Linked DNA regions of Mus musculus: region 2 is linked to region 1. Evidence: chromatin contacts called from public Hi-C data. All regions are on one chromosome and are shown on one strand. Each heading gives the region's core, a stretch centred on a gene start, on an enhancer-like site or on the middle of the called end of the contact. The rest is flanking DNA. Distances are from core to core; before and after follow the strand shown.

Region 1 (6,447 bases), core at 1,809-4,308:
GAGTGGTTGTACCAGCTTATAATCCCACCAGCAGTGGAGGAGTGTTCCTGAGGACCCAACTATACCACTCCTGGGCATATACCCAGAAGATGATCCAACATGTAATAAGGACACATGCTCCACTATGTTCATAGCAGCCCTATTTATAATATCTAGAAACTGGAAACAACCTAGATGTCCCTCAACAGAGGAATGGATACAGAAAATGTGGTACATTTACACAATGGAGTACTACTCAGCTATTAAAAACAATGACTTCATGAAATTTACAGGCAAATGGATGGATCTAGAAAATATCATCCTGAGTGAGGTAACTCAATCACAAAAGAACACACATGGTATGTACTCACTGATAAATGGATATTAGGCAAAGAGCATGGAATCCCCAAGATACAACTCACAGACCACATGAAGCTCAAGAAGAAGGAAGACCAAAGAGTGAATGCTTCAGTCCTACTTAGAAGGGGGAACAATATAATCAAGGGAAGTAGAGGGTGGGAGGGATTTGGGAGGAAGAGAAGAAGAGGAGGGGTAAAAGAGGAGAATCAGGTATGGGAGGAGATGGAGGAGACGTACAGAGCGTCAGGAAATTGAACAGAGATGTGTAGCAATGGGGGATGGGGAGCTGGGGGTAGCCACAACCAGTCCCAGATGCCAGGAAAGCAAGAGGCTTCCAGGACCCAACAGGGATGAGATTAGCTGAAATGCCCAACAAAGGGGAGGGAGAACCTGTAGAGACCATATCCAGAGGTTAGGCAAGGCCCATGGTTGGGGCATGGGGCCACCTACTCATCTCCAAATTCTTAACCCAGAAGGGCTCCAGTCAAAATATAGAGACAAAGTGTGGAGCATAGACTGAAGGAAAGGCCATCCAGATACTGCCCCACCTGGGGATCCATCCCATACAGTCACCGAAGCCAGACATTATTGCTTATGCTAAGAAGTGCTTGCCGAAAAGAGCCTGATATTGCTGTCTCCTGAGAGGCTCTGCCAGAGCCTGACAAATACAGAGGTAGAGGCTCAAAGCCAACCATTGGGCTGAGCACTGGGTCCCCAATGGAGAAGTTGGAGAAAGACTGAAGGAACTGAAGGGGTTTACAACCCCATTGGAAGAACAATAATATCAACCAACCAGACCCCACCCCCACCCCTGAGCTCCCAGGTACTAAACCACCAACTATACACTTGGATGGCTCCATGTGTATGTGTAGCAGAGGATGGCATTGTCTGCATCAATAGGAGGAGAAGACCTTGGTCCTATGAAAGCTGTATTACCCAGTGTAGGGGAATGCCCTGGTGGGAAGGTAGGAATGGGTGGGTGGTAGGGGAAGCATCCTCATAGAAGCTGGGAGAGGGAAGGATGGGAGAAGGGAGTTCCAGAGGGGAAACCAGAAAAGGGGATAATATTTGAAGTGTAAATACATAAAATATCCAATGAAAAAGGAAAAAGAAAAGAAAAGAAAGGAAGAAAGAAGGAAAGAAATTCTCCTTTGAGAACTCTTGAGCCATGTCTACACACTATTCCAACAAGGCCACACCTCCAAATAGTGTCACTCCCTGGGTTAAGCATATACAAATCATCACATCAACCACGTACTTTATATCTTATAGCACTAGGAGGAAGGATGTCAAATGTTTAATCTTGGATAATATATGTTAGGTGTTTGATATAATGCAAATGTTATCCATGTATGCATATGTTCAAGCATCACAGTGTTTCATTGCTGTCTCTAATTTGTTTTTATGTCAAAAGACAATTTCTAAATGATTCCAAGAATGTGTAATAAATCCTGTACACACTGTAGCTAAAGACATCAACTATCCACAGACTGTCTGCATGTCAACATTAACAAGGTATTTGTACAACTACAGACAGCTATCATAAAATTTTATAAAGAATGGAATGTCAGCTCTCCAAATCTATACAAGTTCGTTCTTTAAAAGAATCTCCTACCCTTTAAAAAACAGCTGCGTAGTGTTTGCTCTGTTTAAAGTTCCTCTGTAATATCATATATTGGTCAAAAATTACTACCTCCCTCCCTCCCTCCCTCCCTCCCTCCCTCCCTCCCTCCAAAGCACTTAAAATGATGGGTGGGAAGATGCTTGAAGGTTAAAGTGCTCTCTGTGCAAGCATACAGACTTGAATTCAGAGCCCAAGCTCATCTTGAAACCTGGGTATGATCATCAACCTGACTGGGAGATGAAGCCAGGAGGAAACTCAGGGGCTGGCTGGCCAGTAAACCTACTTGATGGGAGGCTGGCCTACCTTTCTGAGAGAGTCTGCTTCAAAGGATAAGATGGAATGCCAAGCTTTATCATGGAGTTCTCTAAATTTAATCAAAGCTAGGCACTTCAGAAGCCAAATGGATTTATCTACTGGACGTGTTATATGGACTAATATATTTACATAGGAAAGAAGCAAAATATTCTTTACTAAGTACAATCAGCCTTCTGATTTCCCCATTGATTAAGATTGGAAAATGGTATGTGTGAATAAACAATGGCAGCAGTTATCTTGTCTAAGAAGTACAATGCCATTGCCTTCCCTAGTTTCACTCCCAGCAACGATTATTCCTTTGTCCGAGTAAATAATAATAATAATAATAATAATAATAATAATAATAATAATAATAAGCTTTAGAACACATGAACTGAAGTCCATGGCGTTTGCTATACCCAAATAGATTCATTTTGGAAGAACAAAATTCAAACTGATGCAGTAGTGTGGAACAAGTTTCTCTAAAACTGACTTCATTCTTGGCTCAAGTAAAAGCCCCATTCACTGTTCAAAGTGGATTAGTCACGGTTTGTAAGAGTCCCACAAAAGAAGTATGTCTCGTCCGCTCAGCAAGGGCGGAAGATCATTTGATGGTTGCTGGACAGAAACAGGAACCTTGCAAAAAGGATTACTGAGTCAGCATCAGCTTGGCTTTGTAGGAGTTTAGGAAGCCGCTTCCCGCAGGCCACGCCCAGCTGAGGGCGGAGAGCTCGGCAGTCGCGTTTCTGTTCGCGAATTTCCTTGACGCAGGTCTCTTGGCCCTCTGCGCGGTCCGTCCCGGGGTGCCTGCGGCAGGCTGAAGGCTGACGTGTCTGCCGTTTCCCTGTGTCGGGGCGAGCGGAGCAGTGATGGCGGACGCCTGGGAGGAGATCCGGCGGCTGGCGGCTGACTTCCAGCGGGCGCAGTTTGCAGAGTCCACGCAAAGGTGCTGGTTCCCTGCGGTGTGGAGCCGGCTTAGGCCCGGGACGCTGCCCCGCTCCCGCACTGCCTGCCGGAACGCGGTGGGACCCCGGAGCCGGTCTGCTGCGGCGGCTGTCGGTAGAGGCGCTCGCTGCCCGGCCTAGGGCGAGCTTGCAAAGTCCCCAGTGCAGCGCGCAGCAAGTAGTCTGTCCCTCCTCCAAATCCTTTTTACGTGCAGCCACAGATCTAAGCCAGGCCCACATGCCATCTGTCATATTTTAGGGACTCCGGGACACCAACTTTTCTACACTCCAGAAATGGGGGAGTGGCCGAATTACCCCGACTCTGCGCCCGTGATTACACATCGCATATATAAGGCGAATAGACTTTGTCTCCCTGTCAACGAGTTCTTGTAGTATTTTATTTCTCTTGGACCTAAACACAGTAGTCCGTTGATGCTGTTCTATAACATTGAGAGCTACAGACATACATACACTCTCACAACAAACAAACAACAAAACCCGGGGAAAAAATTTAGTGCAAGATGGCTGTGAGTAGCTAACATTATAGTACCTATAGTTCTGCTAAGCCACATGACCTGTCTGTACACCAACTGTACCAGTAAGGCCAACATACTGTGATTTTAAAGAAAAGTTTGTTTGTTTTCAGCTGGAAAATTTGATACTTGAAGGCAGGACTAGGAGAGAACATCTGTAGAATCATAATACAGTGACGTGTGTGAATTAAATAAATAATTCAAGGGAATATAAACCTACTCTCAAGTTTTCTTTTTAAATTACTCAACCAATATCATCATACTAATAAAGGACAGATTTTGTAATGTAGAAGTTACTCAAAATTTTGCTTTCAAATACCTGGGGGGGGGGGGGGCGGCATAGCAAGTACACTCTTAAACTCCTGGCTTCGCACAGGTTGTCAGAGCGGAACTGCATTGAGATTGTGAATAAATTGATCTCTCAGAAACAGCTGGAAGTAGTCCATACACTTGACGGCAAGGAATATATCACTCCAGCCCAAATCAGTAAAGAAATGAGAGACGAGCTACATGTCCGAGGTGGTAAGTAATTCCTCAGTGTCATGCTTTTGTCTTTACCGGATGTTTGAAGAAAATACATTAAATTAAAAATAAGTACTTACGTGGAGGTTATAGGGCATTCTCCTCAATGGCTCCTTCTTTCCTCTTTGTGTTGGGTATCAGATCCAGAGCACAAACTAGGCAAATACTACCCCTGAGCTGTAACCCTTCTCTACTGATAACTTGATGATCAGCCTTCATAGGATCATGCAGTCAACCTTCGTATGTTCATATGAACATAATCTTACAGGTTCATGCAAACATGACCTTAACTATTGCCACTTAACAAATACCATGTTTTTGTTGTATTGAATTAAATGTACTATATATGTGTGTATGTGTATATATACCATATATATATATATATATATATGTGATATATATAGTATATATGTGGTATATATATGCATATACATATATGTATATATGTATATATGTGTGTGTATATATATGTATGTGTGTATAATATATATATATACCCACACTTCATGACCTAGGGGTGAATACCTAGCTGCCAGTGATCAGGTACTTAATTATAAAGGAGAAATAGAGATTTCATAAAGTTTTAAGATCTCAAATATTAAAGCTGCATTACTAAGTTTAAGAAACTTTGTAAATTGATGTACTGTGGCCTGAGGCCCACCATATTATGAAGTGCAGTTAGCACCATCAAACGTAAAATATTGTTTTGCTTTATGTTTTTGAAATTTGAGCAATTGAGCAGACTGAGCAGTTTGACTGAAACAGAAACAGCCTGTCACTAGATACCACTTGGGTCTAGCCTGGGTGTTTTGTTTCTTTCTGCAGGAGTGCTAATAACACGTGAGCTGTGATTTGCATTATCTAACAGATCCTCTCTTGCTGATAGACACTCGTTTCAGTTTTGAGCAATGGGGAAATCATCTTAATTTAGCTGCAGGCATTTCCTCTGGTCATTTTAGCTGAGTTGATTTGTGAGAAGAATTGAAATTCCTTCCACGGATTTCTCCGCGTTGTGTCCTCTGATGTTCGTAATTGGTCTGATGTGATAAACACAGCTTGGAGAACAGTGTTGCCTGTGGCTTTAACCATGAAGATTGATCAGCGAGTAATCTGTATCTAAGTCCATCAGTTACTACTGAGGTCCTATGCCCTTCCTAGAAGGACTTAGAGCCATCAGCACTGTCGGTTAGAGTTGAACCTGTTCATCTGCACGTCCATGTAATTTCAATTCCTCTCTTTTGTTCAAAGGTCGAGTAAACATTGTTGACTTACAACAGGTAAATTTATAAAAATTTTGCTTTGATTTCTTAAAGCTTTCTTAATTTATAAATACTACGGATTTGTTGGGTCCATTGCTGAAAAGAGACACCATGACCAAGGCAACTCTTATTATAAGGGACAGTGTTTAATTGGGGCCGGCTTACAGGTTCAGAGGTTCAGTCCATTATCTTCATTGTGAGAAACATGACACCACCCCAGGCAGGCATGGTGCTGGAGGAGCTGAGAGTTCTACATCTTTGTTCTGAAGGCAGACAGGAGAAGACTGGCATCCTCAGACAGGCGGAAACTCTTTTCCCACCCCTACAGTAACACACACACACACCCCCACACACACACACACACACACACACACACACACAGATTGTTTTACTCGGTGTCCCTGTCTCACCTTGCCTAGAACTGGGTATATAGACCACACTGGCCTTGAAATCATAGTTGTTCTTCTGCATTATAGGTATCTGCCATGATACTCAGCTATCAATATTTTAGAGTAATTTCAAATTTATCTAAGTGATATGTAAAGGGTGTATAAATAATATATATGTATATAAAATACATAAAAGTATAATTTTTAATCTCAATGTATAATCTCAAATTTTAAAAGTAGTGGAAACTAATTGTAATTTCTGTGTAATTCTAGGTTATTAATGTGGACCTGACTCATATCGAGAGTAGAGTCAGTGATATTATTAAATCAGAGAAGCACGTGCAGATGGTACTGGGACAACTGATTGATGAGTAAGTATAACACTGAAGCGTTCTCTCTCCTTCTGTCAGGTGCTCCAGGCCAGGCGTGGCCAGCTAGGCTTTATGTTTAGAGCTCATGTAATAGAGACATTTATTATAAAGACCATTCTTTTTAAAAGTAAGTGCTAATTTGGGGGAATACATATTTATAAATAATATATAT
Region 2 (6,447 bases), core at 2,647-5,146, 340 kb before region 1:
GAAAAATGTCTTTCACTGGGTTGCCTAAAGACAGACAGAACTCCAATCTAAACCATTCTGAAAAGGACTCAGCAAAAGGACCAGTGACATTGGGGGAGCCCAGGTGACCCTGTACTTACTAGAGGAATTAGTAGAAAGCTCCCCAGAGTCCCAGGAAGCAAAACACAGGCTTACTCATGGAAACACCAGACATTTTATTTAAGAATCTTTGACAGAGAGTCAGAGACACAATTTTGAGTTCATTCCAGAAATCAACAAGTATCTTCTTGCCAAAAAGTAAACGGCTTCTCTCCCAAGACAAGAGGTGTACAGCTCAGCATCAAATGTAGAGACCTGTGGGAACTGAAGCCAACAAAGCCCTCGAGAAAGGGAGAGCTCTGAGATCATTTGAAGTTTCAGAGGACCTTGAAAGAGAAGTCAGGAATGTATACAGCTGCATAGTATAAAACAGAGTACACTGTGGTATAGAATAAAGGAATAGTATTTTGTTTTAAAATGTCTAAGTATTCTTAGTGTGAAAATTGCAAGGAAAACAAGCAAACAAAATCTTTCCTTTCTGCAGACAGTGGTGATCAAGGAATCAGATGGACCATGGCAATTTGTATCTTTGGAGTTTGAGTAACCACAAACTAATATGATGCTATTATCAGATCATGATTATATTGAAAAAGAGTAGTTCTCTGAACTTACTATGCACATACTAACTTCCATTTACAAACTGACAAGTTCCTAAACTTTACCTGGAGTTGGTAAAAGAATTTATACAAAGTAATATAATTATTCCAGTTTTAAGAATGTATATATTCTATACTTTTCAAAGTTTTAATCCAGATAATTATAAGTTTTTGAAGGGTTCATGATCTACACTTTGCATCTTGAGGGAAAGAGAAACGAATTGGTGTAAAGATTAGTTTATACAAATTTTTTTCTCTGATTATTTGGAGTGGAGGTTGTTTGGTACTTTTCTTTGGGTTTGTCTACATCAAGTAATAAAACAGTTATAGCTAATCTACACAAGTGAAACTGTTAGATGGATATAGTATAGCACTTGAACAGAAGAATAGCAAAGAAAAGTGAACCCAGAGTAACTCTATTAATCCATAATTCACCAAGGAGCCCCACTGTGATCTTCAGACCCAGAAATCACCATGGTCCAACTGACTCCTTGATCACCACTGTCTGCAGAAAGAAAAGATGTTTTTTCTATAGTCCCTACAAGTTTTCCCAGCAAAGGTAATTGTCCAATATGAACCAGGATCCAGCTGAAGAATACAGCATGAACAAGGGTGTGTTTTATTCAATACATGGGGGGGGGGGAGGGGAAAAGGGAGGGGAGGGGAAAAGAGAGGAGAGAGGGGAGGGGAAGGGAAGGGAGAGGAAGGGAAGGGAGGGGAGAGGAGAGGACAGGAGAGGACAGGACAGGACAGGACAGGACAGGACAGGACAGGACAGGACAGGAGAAAGGAGAATGAGACAAGAGTTTTATCCACATAATTAAAACCAACATTTAGGATAATGCCCCTTAAAAAGGAAGTTTCTATAAACCATGAAAGCCTAATTATATTCCAGAATTTTACATATTAGACATTCTACATAGACACACATACCCCCCCACACACACATACATACATATGTAATAGTTAATGAGCTATATTTTGAAATTTAGAGAAGTTTATGTGTCCGGGTAGTTAACTACAAATGACAGTAATCTACAGACAAGACCTAGTATTGCAGGAGTTTTGGCTAAGAACACTAATTCCTGATCTGTTATCATAAATTAATAGAATAACAAAAAATTGATAATTATCACACTTTATAAGTTTTATTTCAAAAGGATTAAGTCAAAGGTTTGCTTTATTTTTAAACTATTTCTAACTTAGCCATACCATCAACTTTTCACTAATTTACTCTTGACTTTTTAATTTGGTATCGTCAACTTTATTCTTTTAACCAAGGACTATATGGAGTGAAGATCTTCTATTGAGCTGACTGGTTCTGTCTTCCAACTTTACATCACGATGTAATGTGAGAGAGACAATATACTGCAATAGCCAGCAAATGGAGAGAGTTGCCAAGGGGTGAGCTACCACCCAGGTAGCTGGCTTTATCACACAGTACTAGCCAAGTATTCAGTCCTCTCTTATAGTTTGCTCAATGTTATTTCTATTTTAAAGTTGAGATGAATACTAGTTAAAATAATATCCTGAACACCACAAGTGCAGAGACTTACAGTAGAATTACTAGTCTCTGAGGAATCTTCTCATTTGCCTTAGTTTCTCATTTCTCTCCCAAGTATCCGGACATGAATCTATCATTTGCAAATCACAATTCTAAGTGTTTCGTATTTTAAAGTTTACTTCCATTTTTTTTTAAAGCATGCATTAGAGCAGTATTGAAAAATAGGAGTATTTTTTCTAAATATTTTCCTCTACCAAATCTGAGCGAGCATTATTTTTACCCAGGATTCTGTTCTTTTCTTTAAAGCTTAAGTCTTTGTCATCTTTCACATTCTGTAAGGCCATTTAGAATAAGTGAAAAGTTTCGATTACTCTATATGGCTACAATTTCCCTTTTTCTACACATTCATTGTTGTCGTTGCTATATAGCATCTCGGCTTAGGGGCTTTGAAAAATAGATTGGAGTGATTGATAGATCAAAACATGTTGAATTTTCACCTGAATTTCAGTTTTGGGGAATAAATGAAACAATTCCTGTCAAAGAAATGTCAACTTGGCTCTAGGAGGCAAACATTCCTAACAATTTCTGTGCATGGTAGGGGTCAATAAATAACTGCCCCATTGTTTAGTAATTAACCCTAGTAGCAGTGAAGAATTAGAGGTAGAACATATAAAGAGAAGAATCAACAAGACAAAATGCTTAGGAAACAGGAAAGTGGAACACAGAGCAGAAGCAATATTGTTTTCTGCCAAAGGGCCAAATCCTTTTTATTTTTATTTAACTAAAGCACACAAGAGGGAGAGAGGGAGGGAGGGAGGGAGGGAGGGAGGGAGGGAGGGAGAGAGAGAGAGAGAGAGAGAGAGAGAGAGAGAGAGAGAGAGAGAGAGAGAGAATGGGAAAGAAAAACAGACAAAGAGTGGGTAAAACTGACTACAAGTGTACTAACTTTGAAACAGAAGAAAATCCAAAGCTCAATTTTACCCAGTTTACCCAGTTATTTTCTGCCAGCTCCATTGGTTTACATTGTCTACATGAGCATATGCTAAACTTATAGATAAAACAAATAAACAAAAAGTTTCTCTTGGTTCATATTTTGTGTTTACAGTTACTGACACAGGACCTTACACTTATCAGAAACTCTGTCGTTCACCCATTCATTCACACGACACATGAAACACTTATTAAGTGTTCTGCCCAGATGTTAATGGTATGTCAGTGAAGAAAGAAAATATCACTATACTGTTTGCAAATTCTGCCTGCAGGGAGCATAATAGTACATCATAAAACAAAGTCATCACATGTTCATACCATGAAGCCAACAACCTGCAGGAGAACGCACATGCTGCAACTTCCTGGGTGACTAAACTTGAGCAAGCTGCATATTAGCCATTTCGTGCCTCAGTTACTTTTTTCTTTAGTAAAATGGTAATATGAGTTAATAGATGTGCTCATGTGTATGAGTGAGTAAAAGCTCTCAGATCAGTATTTGGCCATAATAAGAACAATGTAAGTGTGAGCTATTGTTTGATGGGAGAACCTGATCTACATTTAAAATGGTAATAAATAGCTCTCAGTTAAAAGGGATAGATGCCAGAGAAATCAAGACAATGAAACCCAATATAAAAATATGAATGAATAGTGAATGTATCATTTGCTTGGTGTTGACTGTAGACCGCAGGTCAGTGACTAAGCTTGTTGCTTATTGGATGTGTCTCTGTCCCCATTTGCTCATCTCTGAAGAAACGGTGACAGATGGCCTTCTCCACAGCCACTCTCTTAGGATTGGCAGAAATAGCAGTTATTGTGTGCTGGCTGCTGTCACTGTGACCTGGTCATATACAGCCTGATTGGTATATCACAGGAAAGCACCTTAGCATAGTTTAGCATGACTCTCATCAGAATTTCTTCAAACTGTTAAATGTGTTCTGACTTCATGGTTATCTACAGGAGTCCATGTAACTAGATTTCCTTAAATGTATTCTGGATTGTCATTCTGGTATTTTTACAAATCTAAGTTTGCTATCTTGGGTAATTTTTGTCTGTAACTTTAAGTAAAACTGGCCTTTAAAAATATCTTCTCTAATATATTGTTAACAAAATTATAGTTGGCTTCATATATTGATTTAACAACTTATCCTTATCTTTCTGTTTTGTAAAATGATTCCATTTTTTAAAGTGTCATAGCAATCCCCATTTATTGAATTACTAATTTGAGTACTTCAGTCTTCTCTAAGCCTAATGCTTGCTCTCAGTCGTTTTTCTTGAATTCCATTTCTTTAACAAATCCCATTATGATGGATCCTCACTCCACCCCCCATAGGCCAATGTGCTTTTCTCAACTCACGCAAACCACAATCGCTTATTTTATCAAGAATTTTTATATTTCTTTATAAATACTCACTAGGCATTCCTAATTTTAATATACATTAAGTTAGCCATTATTTGTACTTCTGTTATTAACCTAGATTTATTTTCTATCTTGACTGTTTTATTGATATAAGTAGACATTGGGATATTCTAATCAACTCAAATTTAAGCTCTCAAGTTCAATGACTTTGTCTACTTCTACTTCTATTTTCTTTGTTGCTTTTGTTGTTTGGTTTATTTGCTTCTTTTTTTGTTTTTTTCCTTTAGCTTTGTTCATTGTTCGTTGATGATCTTCTTGGGTTAATCAAATAATTAATTTCCTGGAAACTGTACCTCTAAGCGTCTTTTAAGTACTGTTGTTTGTCCATATACCATAAACTTTGACAAATAGTATTTGCAATATCACTTTATTATAAATATTAAGACGTTTTGTTTTGTTTTGTTTTGTTTTGTTTTGTTTTGTTTTGTTTTGTTTTGTTTTGTTTGAGACAGGGTTTCTCTGTGTAGCTCTTGCTGTCCTGGAACTCACTCTGTAGACCAGGCTGGCCTCGAACTCAGAAATCCGCCTGTCTCTGCCTCCCAAGTGCTGGGATTAAAGGCGTGCACTAGCACGCCTGACAAGATATTCTTTGTAATTACTTCTCAACTTTCTCTGTAGTCTAAGGTTAAATAAATAATTCTTAGAAATAATATATGTGTGTTTTCTCTTTCAATTTATTTATTTATTCACTTTACATCCCAATCACTGGCCCCCTCCTCACACACACACACACACACACACACACACATCCTCCTGCACACCTCCTCCCATTCTCCTATGAGAAGATGGAGTCCTCTACCCCTTATCCTGCCCTGCCACATCAATTCTCTGAAAAGCTAGACACATCCTCTCCTACTGAGGCCCTACAAGGCAGCCTAGGTAAGGGAGCAGGGTCCACAGACAGGCAACAGCTCTAGGGGCAGCCATTGCTCCAGTTGTTGGGGGACCCACATGAAGATCGAGGTGCACATTAACTACATATATGTGGGAAGCCTAGGTTCCAGCCTGTCTCTGCTTTTCCGTTGAGGTTCAATCTCTGGAAGCCCCCAAGGTTGTTGACTCTGCTGGTCTCCTCTGGAGATCCTATCCCCTCCGTGGCCCTCAAATCTTCCCCATATTTCTATATAAGACTCCTGAGCTTAGCTTTAGGCCTCTGCATCTATTTCAGCCAGCTGCTCAGTGGAGCTTTAGCCATAAACTATTAAAATACAGTGGATTACCATTCTCCATGACGTTCATCTTTATCTTAAGGATATCAGCCATATTTAATTCTGAAAATTAAGCTTAATGCTCTAATCCCTGATAAGGGAGAGTTGCTTCTAATACCAACGATGTGCTTGATTATTAAATACTGCTAACTACTGAGTTCACTACCAGGTTAGTGAAACAAAATTGTCAGATAAATGTGAAATGTATAAATTAATAAATACAGCAGGATCTTTATTAATGAGGTTATTTATAAAAGGGAGGCATCAAGTCAAAGGCTATATTTTTCTCACAGGACTATCTTGATGCATTTAAATATAAATCATAAAAATAAATGTTTTCCCAGAAACAAATATTAACTTTTTTAAAAATACTAACATTTTATTAATGTCACTCTGTTGGTCAGAATATGCTACAGGCTTTTTAATTTTTTTATTCATTCCTTGAGAATTTCAAACAGAATATTTTACCATATCCTTTTCCACCCTCTAGCTTCTCCTAAATTCCTCTGTCCATCCACTCAACTTCATATCGCTGTTTCTTAAAAAGGAAACTTTTACAACTGAAAGGGAATTAGAGTTGGTTTCATGATTAAAATAGTCGTACTATTTCTCTTACATTGTAGTTATAATTTCCTCTTTTGTTTCTAAACTTAC

Evidence for each region. Hi-C and Micro-C count contacts between places; a contact is called where the count stands out from the background.
Region 2: a Hi-C map of cerebellar granule neurons shows a contact between it and region 1, with 2.4 times the contacts expected there. The contact joins the enhancer-like site here to the promoter of Ufl1 in region 1. A contact is called at or near these places in 3 of 39 promoter capture datasets (hippocampal neurons and liver), 4 of 484 Hi-C or Micro-C datasets (the G1E-ER4 cell line, cerebellar granule neurons and cortical neurons) and 1 of 115 datasets of contacts at active chromatin or transcription factors (stem cell-derived neural progenitor cells).

The regions. Positions count from the first base shown.
Region 1 is chr4:25,278,432-25,284,878 of GRCm38.p6, reverse strand. Ufl1 (UFM1 specific ligase 1) reads left to right here and starts at 3,058. Exons shown (of 20, transcript NM_001355512.1): 1 at 3,058-3,203; 2 at 4,111-4,256; 3 at 5,505-5,533; 4 at 6,178-6,275. The coding sequence starts at 3,127.
Region 2 is chr4:25,620,845-25,627,291 of GRCm38.p6, reverse strand. All of the region lies in intron 2 of Fut9 (fucosyltransferase 9), which reads left to right. Among named protein-coding and RNA genes, the nearest start is that of Gm24977, 57 kb to the right of the region's middle. Within about 2 kb of position 3,896, at least 4 of the 459 cell types and tissues checked have an H3K27ac peak or open chromatin away from gene starts, as enhancers often do. A contact at or near this core is called in cerebellar granule neurons, where this site is marked.